Regions from separate parts of the Anas platyrhynchos genome. Here region 1 is linked to region 2. Evidence: chromatin contacts called from public Hi-C data. All regions are on one chromosome and are shown on one strand. Each heading gives the region's core, a stretch centred on a gene start, on an enhancer-like site or on the middle of the called end of the contact. The rest is flanking DNA. Distances are from core to core; before and after follow the strand shown. Region 1 has its middle 68 kb from the start of KCNJ16. Region 2 overlaps KCNJ2 (potassium inwardly rectifying channel subfamily J member 2).

Region 1 (5,406 bases), core at 612-3,111, 110 kb after region 2:
GTCCCTCCCAAGGCATGCGTGACAAGGGCATTCCTTCTCCATGAGGATAAGGAGGATGTGGTGCTGCTGGCGTTCCCCAGTGCAAATGGCATTCTGCACTAATTCATCTCAGTGTATCCACAATGCTTCCACTTCTCCTTCCCAGCCATAAATGGTGCAGGGGGGATACGCTCGAGTCAGGCTGTGGGAATGACCTGCTGAGCACAATCGCGTGCCGAGGTCTTTCCCTCCCATGCCGACCTCCGTCCTCTGTAGCCTGAGCTGCAAAGCAGCCACTTGGAAGCAGAAATCCAACTTTGAGAAGTGCGAGTTGCATCTGGAAAATAAAGAAGCTGCTTTTTAAAGAGCTGTGCCTGAGACGAGGTATCGCTGCCTGGCCAAGGGATGTGTTCTTAGTTCATAAATAACTCAGGGAGAGCACACCTTATTATATACCTGGCCTGTTGATACAAAACTTTGCGGTGAAGCCAGGGCTGGGTGCAAGCCAAGCAAAGCGGTATAACACACAGCGTAGCTTAGAGGTAGGAGTAAGCGCCAGGGAGAAAACTCATCGGAGAAAACCAAAGTCCATCAAGCACTTAATGGGCAAGTCAGCACAACACCAGGTGCCAGAGCTTCCTTGTAACCTCCCTGCCGGAATTCCCTGCACACCCAGCCCTTTCGCAGAGGTTGGCATCCCACGAGCACCGGGAGGAGCTGAGCAGATGCTGAAGACACACAAATGATAGCAGCAGACCCACGAAACATCTTTGATCCCTAGGCTGTGTTTAGCCTCAGGAGGTTATTCCATTGCTCAGCAGAGTTCTGGTGGCATCACTCGTGCTGGTGGTTCACAAAGTAGCGGTGAGCAAGCAGCCTGTCCCAAGGACATTTGGGAAATAATGAGCAACAGTGCAGAAAACATTTCCTGCCTCAGCTCAGTGCTCCCAGACCAGTGAAGTTACTGACGGAGAATAACTCAGAGGAACTCTACCAGCAAGTGTGAAATGAATGTGAATGTGCAGCTCCTTTAGACTTAATTGCAGGGGAGCATCTGTTTACATTTCAGTACCCAAAAGGCACCCTCCTCTATTGGGAAGTTTGCTGCCTGCAAGGATGGCATGTTACTGAGTGAGGCTTTGAAAAAGCTCTACCGTCATGCACCAGGTTCGTGCTGTTACCTCTATTCAGCCTCTTGCCAGAACCACCCCATCAAAACCACAACTGTGGCTGTAAGCACCTCTAAGAGCTGTCATTGAACTCTCCATCACAATCTTTAAAGCAATCACTTTGATTACTCTCAGCTTAGCAATTATGGCTGAGTGACACATTTTCAGCTTTGGAAAATGATATGCCTAGCCCAGTTTCCTTATGCATAAGTGTCTCATATACATATATACATACATATATACATATTTACCAGCTTTCATGTGCTAAATGGTTTCTAAACTCCTGCCTGCCAAGGAGCTGGCTGATCTGAGAGCAGGATTCCTGTTTGATGGCTGCGTGATGTGTGCCAACAGCTCCCTCTGGGTTTTTTGTCTGAGATTTACTTCAGTTGCAGAAAAATCAGGGAGCGTCTTTGTTCCCAGAAGTAATTTTGGCAACCGACCGTACAGAGCATGACCATCCTCGCAGCCCGGTTGCACAGTCTCTAGACAGCAGCTCCTCAGGGCCAGCACAACCTGGGGTGATGAGACGAGCTCTGTAATGGAAACGATTGTGCCTTTGTGTCTGGGAAGCCAGAAAGTGTCATTCTTTGAAACACGGAGTCTTTTTCGGAAAGAGCATCTCTCACAGAGATGGGCTGCAGCGTTCCAGGGCACCATGGAGACATCCAGTTGCATAACCCTGACAGTCACTGGGAGACGGTCTGCTGGCGAGCACTGCTGATTCCCCCTCTCCTGCTAAACACAAAGCCCCAATGACCTCAGCCCTTGGCCGTCCCATCCATCCCCAACAGAAAATGTTAGAGAGAATAACATCTCACGAGCCCCTCCCAGCAGCTCTGAACTAACACAGCTAATTTTACAGCTACTAAAATATACCAAAGTTCACAACAATAGCTTTTCAAGTTGACTAACTGGTAAATGGGAGCCAAAAGCTGGAGGCACGTGGATTTATTATCTCGTTAAAGGCAACTGGGGTGAGCGGTAGGCAGAGGAGGAACCGGAGTCTGTGAGTCCAGCTCTGAAAGCAACAGATTTATGCTGAATTTCGCCAGCTGAAAGTCTGGTGCTGTGTTTTGCAGCAACCAAGTGTTGATCTAATCAGATCTCCGATAAGAAGCAGGCTGCTTTGTTTTCTCTGTTGATCAAAAAGGGAAGAAATAGCTGACCATTTTTTGGAAAAATCCTGGAGAACTTGGTAAAAATGGAATTGAATGTTCTTAGGAAATCTAATGGAGTCCGATGCAGAAATTACTGTAAATACTTGGAGAATTTAATAAGTGCTTTTATGCTTCCTGTTGGGTTATTTTTAACACTCTCATAGAATTCCATAGTAGGATATGATTTTGTATTAAATTTTAATAGTGTTTTTTTTTGCTGTTGTTTTGTTTTTAATAAATAAATAAGCTGTCAAACACAAGCAATTTCTGTTTGGTTATGCATGTTGCCTCCATGAGGAGTGTTTTTCTGCTTCCAAACAAAGCCTGAACAGATTTGAACATGGGTCATGAGCAAAATAATCCCAGTTTGGGGAAGATATTAATAAAATCTGGGCTGCAAAATGTTCAGGAAGCTGCTGCAGTGTTTCTATTTCTGATTTCAGTTCACACAGGTGAATTCAAGAGCAAAACACAGCTCTCCACATCCTAATTGTATTTGGGGGCACTGCCGAAACCCTGAACTTTGAGATTTTCCTGAAGGAAATCTCTTTGATTCATATCTTCTTTTGTGATCAAGGAAAAGTTTCCCTGCAATTTGAAGAGCCTGTATACATTTCATGCCTTTTCTAATCTAACCCCATGTGGCACAGATCAAAGGCCTTCATGAAGTTCAGCGCACAAGGCCCAGTAATCTTGCGTCCTGAATGAATTATCTGCCAGGAAGACATTTGAGTCTCATGTGAGGGCGTCGTTGGCTTCTATCATTATGTACGCTCATTTGGCTGTATGATTAATCACTCTGATTTCTGTAGGACTAACATGGTCATGTCTCATTAGCTGCTTTTGGCCACCACACATTCATTAGTCAGGCATCATCAGTATATCTTTGGTTTTTAAGACCATACTAGGTTTTCAAAGATCATGCCCAATTTTTACCAGAGTCCTTGGGAATTCTGGTTGAACTCAAACCCCGTTGGGCAAGGGGTGAATTGTTCTCTGCAAGCTCATACATTGAGTAGGCCAAGATGAAGAAAGATTTGGGAGGATGTGGTCAGCTGCAAATATCATGTGAGTGTTCCCAGTGTTTGGGGTGGTTAACTTCTTTTTGGCAGCATTTGGGTAGAAGGAAATTTGCGAATGAAAGAGGAAAAATAAAGAGAAGATCACCAGACGAGGGTGCCACCACACTGTCCTCGGGACTTGGTACATCAGGGTACATTTCCCCTATGGGGGCTTCTCCACTTTTGGCAGGTGGACTTCGGAGATGGTCCCTTGCAGATGCATTTTATGGGCTGTGCTCGCCTGCTGTGGCCAGACTGGTGCATGGGGACCTTGGCATCAAGACAGAGGCCATGTCCTGAAGGTTCCATGTCCCAAAAGCACAGGGCTGTGTGCCACCTCCAGCCCCAGACCATGAGGATGGGGCATCCCACAAGAAGAGGGACAAGCACAGGGAGCTGCATGCAGATATTTGCAGTGTTTGACTCACGTTGGGCTGCTCCAGTGCCATGGCAATGCCCATGTCTGCAAGGAGCAGATGCTTTTTCCACCGCAGAGTCTGTCTCCTTTTATTTCTCATGTAGGCTGTATTCATTCTGACTCCATGTACTTATCTAAATACGTTGTGTGCTTACTAATACAGACAGTGTGTTCTTTTTTTTTTTTTTAGCTTGAGAAGTTGAGAAGGAAAGTCTCATGTAATATGTTGCCAGCCTAAATTATTCCATGACTTGCCTACATTTCAAATTAACTGGTGGAATATCAACAAACATAATGGCAATTCTTTTCCAATCCCGTCTCGTTTAGTCAGTCTTTAACCCACTTATCAGACACTTGTTATTACAAAAATAATCAGGAGAAGAAAATACAGCAGTGCTGAATCAACACTACCGTGCTTCTTCTTTTTTCTTTTTTTTTTTGTACTTGTCTAACTTTGTTGGTTTCTGTTGGACATACACCAGCCTGAAATTGTAGAAACACAGCTGGCTAAATCCATCATGTCTTATTACAGGTTATCAATTCTTCCCTGCGATAAACACATCTGACAATTAACAGGGAATTGATGAGTGAGTCACTTTTGTTGCTGCCATTTACAGCAGGCTATTTCTTTACTGCTTTGTATTTAATAGAAAAATTCACAATACAAACTTAATTTGCAGAAAATGCAAAGGGCTGGTAAAGCCATTAGCGTTTCTTATAACCGAAATGACAAATGGTCTTTACATTAATCTCAAATCACGTCTTTAAGGCAAGGATCAGGAAAGAATTTTCCTCAAAAGGATATTGCTGCCTAGCTGGGGAGGTGCTCTCGTGGGGCTTTCTCACCTTCTGTGAGATCGATAGGTGTGTGGGACTGCCAGGCTTGCCTTTCTGGGCTCGAGAAAGCCATCGGTTTCATCTGTTTTGATGAATCTTCTGCTTCCACACATACACACAAAAATAATAATAATAATAATAAAAAAGTTGCAAACTCTGCATGACAAAAGACCAAACCACACCATGACTCACGCCGTACAGTAAAACTTCTAGGATATTAGGAGTAATACAGCAGTAATTCAGATTTAACTCATTCCATCCCATATCTCATTGCAATTAAACTGTAATATTTGGCCAGCTGGCCTTTTTCAACTTCAGATTTTTTTTGAAAAAAAAAAAAAAACAAAACCCTCTGCAAATGCCAATCACCATATCAAAACTCCACAAAGGTCTAAAAGCAAGGACTGAAAGAGGCTCTAAGGAGGAACCTGTTCCTTCCCTCTGCCCAAGACAAGAGCTCACCTCCTCACTCCCCAGGAGCCTTCCCATGTAGCTGGGACAGGTGCCAGCTCACCACAGCTTTTGTCCCACCAGGTCTTTTCAGGGAGAGGCATCAGCCTCAAATGGACACTCATCAGGAAAAACACAAGCTACCTTCAGCCTGGTCTCTGAATACCAGGCACCAGCTTTGATCTTTTCAATGTGCAAATAAAATGAGGCTGGTGAGAGAATGAAATCTCCTTCCTTTTCATTTGCTAAGCACATTAATGTGTTCTTGATCCCTAAATGATTCTCATTTACTCACTGTAATCATGGTACTTTAGTTCTTCTCTTTGTGTTTA
Region 2 (5,837 bases), core at 354-2,853:
CTAGTTTGTGTTAACATTGCCCTGTGAATTAATTACTGCTCTCCTAACTTTCTTAGATTTTTTAGTCTATTATATTAGCTTAGATAAAAATGTCCTCAGTGTTTTCCACTGGTTTGTACCAGAACGTCAGAATTGGCCTGGACTGCGTGGCCACACGGTAAATGACAACATCAGAGTTTATTTTCTCTGCCGGAAAGCAAATAAACTTTGCTGAAAACAGAGAGTTAGATCATTGGCCATTGTGGAAGGAAAAATACAGAATACAGTAGAAAACAAGCTTGAATTTCCTGAGGAGCTAGCACTGTGCCTATTTACATCACATGCGGAACTCCATCTTGATGGCCGTGGTGCAGACTACTCCCTGATAGGAGACCGGGTGACTGGGCCGGCTGTTCCAAAGCATGTCACCTCCAACCGGGCACAGCAATTCCCTCTTCGGCTCCACAGCGGCACCCACAAAGGCCACACAACCTCTCACAGCCATGGTCTCGGCATCTTTTCTTCCTTGCTGGAGAGCCTGGCCGGGAGCTGCGCAGCCAGGGCAATCAGGGGAGTGGATCGCTGGCACAAAATGGCTGCCCAGCCCCACTCGTAACTCCCGCATGGCTGGGAAGGAGGTAGACGAATTAAATTAGCTGGCACCTTCCTAAATTTCCCTCAAAACTAAAATTGAACAGATGAGTAAAGCCATACCAAGCTCAGATTGTTGGTTAAGCTTCCTGATATTGTTTTTGACTGATTATTTGGACCGGGCCTTCAAGGCCCACCCACTAAAACACCTCTGTCATTTGAAAAATCTGTCGTCAGAGAGGAAATAATCTTCGGCAAGAAAATGCCACTGCTTCCTTTCTTTTCCTATCGTAATCTTGCGCTGCTTATTTGCTTTTCTGATGTCATTTTGTGCCTCCAGGCTAAATTTTGCCTTTCGCTTGTGCAGACACAGAGGGGAGGGAGGATTCCCCACCCACTTCTGGGCATCCTGAATTAAATTTTGGGCCGAACTGCATGTCCTGTGCTGCTTTGGCCCTTGGAAAGGATGGCCCCAGAAGGAGGCTCCCCCCGGTTTTGTGCTAGTAGATGTTGTGCCTGAGAAGGAATGAGCCATGCACTTCTTTGTAATCTCCCTAATACTTCAAAAGTTGGCTTTGATCCTCTAATATTATTTGAGCTAATGCCCAAACCTTATTAAGCAACCTTGTGACAGAGACTGGAGGGAAAAGGATTGTGCCATTTCTCATCAAGTATTAAAAAAATCAGTACAGAAATTCATGAAATGTCGAAGTTGCTGCAGCCCACGGTGACACCATGGCCTGCCGCTGGCATTGCAGGCCCTGGGACTCCAGAGGTTTCCTGGGCCTGTGCTTGCTCTTCCCACGGGAATGGGTGCTGCAGAGAGTAAGGGGCATAGGGGGGCCAGGCTGGCACAAGTCAGCTTGTTGGTGGCATAAAGCAATCCACAGAAACACACTGTCAGACCTCGGCTCACAAAAAGATGGTCTGATTACAGGAAGGCCGTGTTCTTTTGCTGAGTCCTGAGACAGGAACCGCCTTTATTCAGAGTAGCACTTAGATCTGTATTTTGCTTTGACCTAATCGCATGCTTAACTTCAGAGCTAACTGCCTACCGAGGCCACCGGTAAGGGCTCAGGCAGAGGGAACGCTCCGCACTCGAGTTCTGACTATCTTGGTTTGACAAAGGCCAGAGATCACATGTCGAGGCAATCAGTGGCAAAGAGTAAAGAGTGAGAGAGGCAGCCAGAGAGACAAAGAGATAAAGAGAATGAACAGAGGCTCGTCATGTCGCTTGTTACAGTACTGGAAGGTGCTTGTGCTCTCTGACAGAAAAGGTGACATAAAAACCTTTGCAAAATAGAGCAGAGCCGGGCACAACGGGATGGCTTTGTTCATCCTTGCTAATGGGATGGCTCCGGTGCTTAGGATCGAGTGCCAACAGCGCCAATCATTCCTGTGTGCTTTGTTAAAAAAAAAAAAAAAAAAATCCTCCAAATTTTCAGAAGTTAGAAATCACCCACCAGCTCAGCTCTCATTATTCACCACCCCTGGTTCTGGCCACCAGCACCGCCAGGTAAAGCCAGGGTGGGTGCACAATAAAGGTGAGCAGGTCTGAAAACATAAGTGAACACTGCAGAGAGCTGTTTGCTTTGCATTATTCACACTCTTCAAGCTCTGGCAAATTGCTTTTCCTCTGACCATACTGTAATTTTTTCAAGCTGAACTGGTTTGGATAGAGTAAATATCTGTTCTGAGTCCTCATTAGAAATTTCAATTGACTTTGAATCTTTTTGGAAGGTCCAGAGAGAAATAGAAGACTTTCAAGCATCTTTGTGCTTTTGGTGTCTGGAAGTGGCTTCTCTCACAGGAGAGAAAAGAAAAGAAGCAGATCTATTTGAGTAATTTAATCCGTATAAGGTAATTTACTACAAGGCAACACTTCAGCGCTCAGTGCTTTTTATTTTCCAGCACACAAGTATCCCTGACCTTGCTCTTTTCTAACCTCAGTTGGGTTTCGGCTAGCTCTGTAAGAAGAAGCCTCCCTAAGGAACAAATCTACAAGTCAAAGTCATGACTTCCTTTGCTCAAAAAAGGATCCAGAAGACTGGATCAGCTGTATGTATCTCCTCCCTTTATATGGTTAGGCTGTTCCAGCGCTTTCATCATCTCTGGTAAAATTAGCACTATAGTAATTACCCTGGGCCAAATACACAGCTGGTGAAAGTGCACATATTTCAGAGGGACGAAACTTGAGATGGAATTGGCAGGCGCTGTCCCACTTATTAATGCGAACGTAAGGAAAGTGATGGGAGTTGTTTCAGTCCCGCATCCACATGTGTAGACATATGCACTCAACATGCAATTCTGCTTTTACCTGCTAGAGCTTTGCACCCAACTTCCTGAGTATTGCCAATGCCAGCATTTCCAAAATCATCCCTCTGCATCTTTGGTACGGACCGTACCAAGGGAAGTCTGTGGGGCTTGGTCTTTGCACCAACAGCCATAGGTTTGCTGGAGGGTGTTGGGAGACAGCTTCTGGTGTGTAAAGCTGTGCAGGGCTTATGCCTCATGGGGGATTCAGCTAAAATGGGATGGTGACTATATTTGATGGTTTTACTTGGTACTTCTCCAAAAAGAAGGATAAAATGAGAGGAAAGGGAAAGAGGACCCAGTAAGGCATGGGTATTTGGCCCTCCAAAAGGAGTGGCTGCCAGTTCAGGAATGACGCTGTGCCATGCCCTCATAAATGAAAGAACTGACAAGGGAAAGGTGAATTTTTTGCCTGTGGAAAATGAGATCACTGAATAGAAGAGGTTTTAATCAGTATATGCAATGAGTAATGCAACAACTGCAATAAGGTTACCAGATTTTTTTTCTCTACTCACATCCCACCACAGGTCCCTCTGGAAACTGTGCTATTGAAATTGGTGGGGTCAGCTTTACTCAACATGAGTAAGGCCCTTGACCTGGGTGGGCAAGGAAGCTTCCCCCTAGAGTACATTTACCAGGGTCTTTTCTGATTTCTATTTGATGATCTGAAATGGGACCTACCCATTTATCCATAAGCCTTATTTTTCACACCCCACTTAGGGCATGCCTATCACAATGAAACACTTATCGGTCAAAATTTGAAAAATTAACAACACACCCAAAAGGCAACTCCACCCAGACAGTGTGCTGGACACCCAGTACGGACACTGCCCTGAGGCACAGCACAAAGTGGCAGTACTGGGGAGGCTTCGGGGCTGTCTCCTCTCTACTGCTGTTTTGTGCGATGGTCACATACAGGCTGTCAGCTCATTTTGGCACCTGGGCTAAGCAGGAATCGTGCCGAATGAACGTCAGACCAAAAATAGTTCCTGCCCTGTCAGGCGAGTCTGAGAGACACCCTGTGATCAAAGATGGGGAAACACAAGGAACAAATACAATGCCCAGTAGTCGCAGCGGACCAGCTGCCTGACAGTTGTGGAGCTTCCTACACACGCTGCTGCGAAGGAGGGTTTGAAGAAAGGATGTGAAGGAGAATGATGATATAGATGGTTCAGCAGATGTTTAATTGGAGCTACTCCCATGCGTGAGAGAACGCACGAAGCTGTTCAATGGAAAATGTGCGTTCAGAAGTGGACATGGCACTGAATATGAGATAATTATTAAGGCATTTCTATTTTGGAGTCCTTCTGTGTGTAGCTTTGCATAATAAACGTAGCGTTGCCTTTCTACACGCACACACGTTCCCTGGTCCAAACAAACAAGCAGCTCTTTGCTTCTTGTCACTGATACCTCTTGAAATAAGTATCTTTGGCCACAAATAGATCATTGCCCTATTTGAAAAGTTCCTAGTGGAGCGTGGCCAGTTTTGACTGGCTATATATACCTAAGCTGGCAAATCAAGCAACCTCTCAGCTTTTGCTTCTATATATAAAGAGGAATGATATAGAATAAATCAGCCGGACGGAGCACATGTCGTATCAGTTTTTGTACCAAAACCGTTTACTTTCTGAGTTGGATTTACTCTACTGAGCCTCACAGGGCAGCTTCGGGAAGCCTTAAAGTCCTGTTCCAGGCTTCCCTAGGATGGTCGGGCAGTACCAGGGGCTGGCTGACAACAGGGTAACGCCGCCTTTCCTCACACCCTTTAGGAACAGCCGGGACCCCACTGGGGACAGCACACCCGAACCGTTTCCACTCCAGCTGCCTCGGCAGCACCGAAAAGCGGCCCCCTGAGGCAGATCCCCAGGGTCAGGCCGCGGCTGAACGCCCGGACCCCGCCGAGCTTCTGCACCCCCGGCCCCCAGCCGCTGAGGCGAGGCCCCGGCGGGGGCCGGGAAGGGACCGGGGGGGGGGCCCCGGCGGTGGCTCCGTGGGCCCCCAGCAGGTGGCGCCCGAGGGCCCCGGCCGGAGCCGCGGCGGGAGCGGGGCCGGGCGGCTCCGGGCGCAGGTGGGCGCCGGGCCCTGGGCCCTGGGTGCTGGGCCGGGGGCTACGAGCCCGGAGCCGGCCGAGTAGGGGCGCAGAACCCCCCCAGAACTTCGTCCCAGAGCCTGGGCCCTGCAGCTCCTGGGCCCTTCTGGCACCCCGTTTGTGTACCGAGGGAAGCAGAGCGTGAAGCCTGTGCTGGCTGATGGGAGGCGATATGACGGCTGCCAACAAAGCCTAGCTTTCTAGGGAGCAACAGGAGGTCAAAAAGGAGTTATCCAGTTTTCCTTTTCCCCCCCGTGATGTCTGTCTGATTTCCCCTTAGTCGTCTCCTCAGCCCCTTGGACTGACCCCAATAAACAGTTTAAATTCACAAAGTTGCCCCGGTGTTGTGATTTTAGGCCCCATGAAAACGTGGACACACATTTTTCAGCCCAGCCTAACCCCTGAATGTTCATTTTTTCATTTATATTCACTTCTGCCGCGCTCCCTCTGGAACCTGGAACCAAAGGTGCTGTCAGTCGCCTCCCCACACAGGCCTCTGAGGCCAGCCACAGACACCAACTCTTCCTGTTTGCAGGTTCCCAGCTCAAAACCAGCAAAGATTTCAGAGCTAAAAAAAGCTTACAAACAATTTTTTCTTCCCACACAAGCACTGGTACCTGTTATTGCCTGAACTGCGAGTAACCGTGTAAATGTGACGCTTCTTCTTAGACGGGCAGCTGGAGTCAGACCTCCTGCACAGTGTTTGAGAAACAAGGGATAAACAAAGGGATATGTATTATGTCCCACATCTGAAAATCAGCCTCACATAAAATATGCACTAAATGATACATGATAATGATACATGATAATGGGGAAGGAAATGCCAGCTGCCTTAATGAATGGTGGTAGGCAAATCTGGAAAAAT

The links. A called contact is a pair of places that touch in the nucleus more often than the background predicts.
Region 1: a contact with region 2 is called in a Hi-C map of liver, with 2.0 times the contacts expected there. The contact joins two enhancer-like sites. A contact is called at or near these places in 2 of 8 Hi-C or Micro-C datasets (liver and skeletal muscle).

Annotation. Positions count from the first base shown.
Region 1 is chr19:2,549,475-2,554,880 of IASCAAS_PekinDuck_T2T, forward strand. No RefSeq gene overlaps it. Among named protein-coding and RNA genes, the nearest start is that of KCNJ16, 68 kb to the left of the region's middle. Within about 2 kb of position 1,862, at least 1 of the 8 cell types and tissues checked has an H3K27ac peak or open chromatin away from gene starts, as enhancers often do.
Region 2 is chr19:2,442,823-2,448,659 of IASCAAS_PekinDuck_T2T, forward strand. All of the region lies in intron 2 of KCNJ2 (potassium inwardly rectifying channel subfamily J member 2), which reads right to left. Among named protein-coding and RNA genes, the nearest start is that of KCNJ2, 39 kb to the right of the region's middle. Within about 2 kb of position 1,604, at least 1 of the 8 cell types and tissues checked has an H3K27ac peak or open chromatin away from gene starts, as enhancers often do.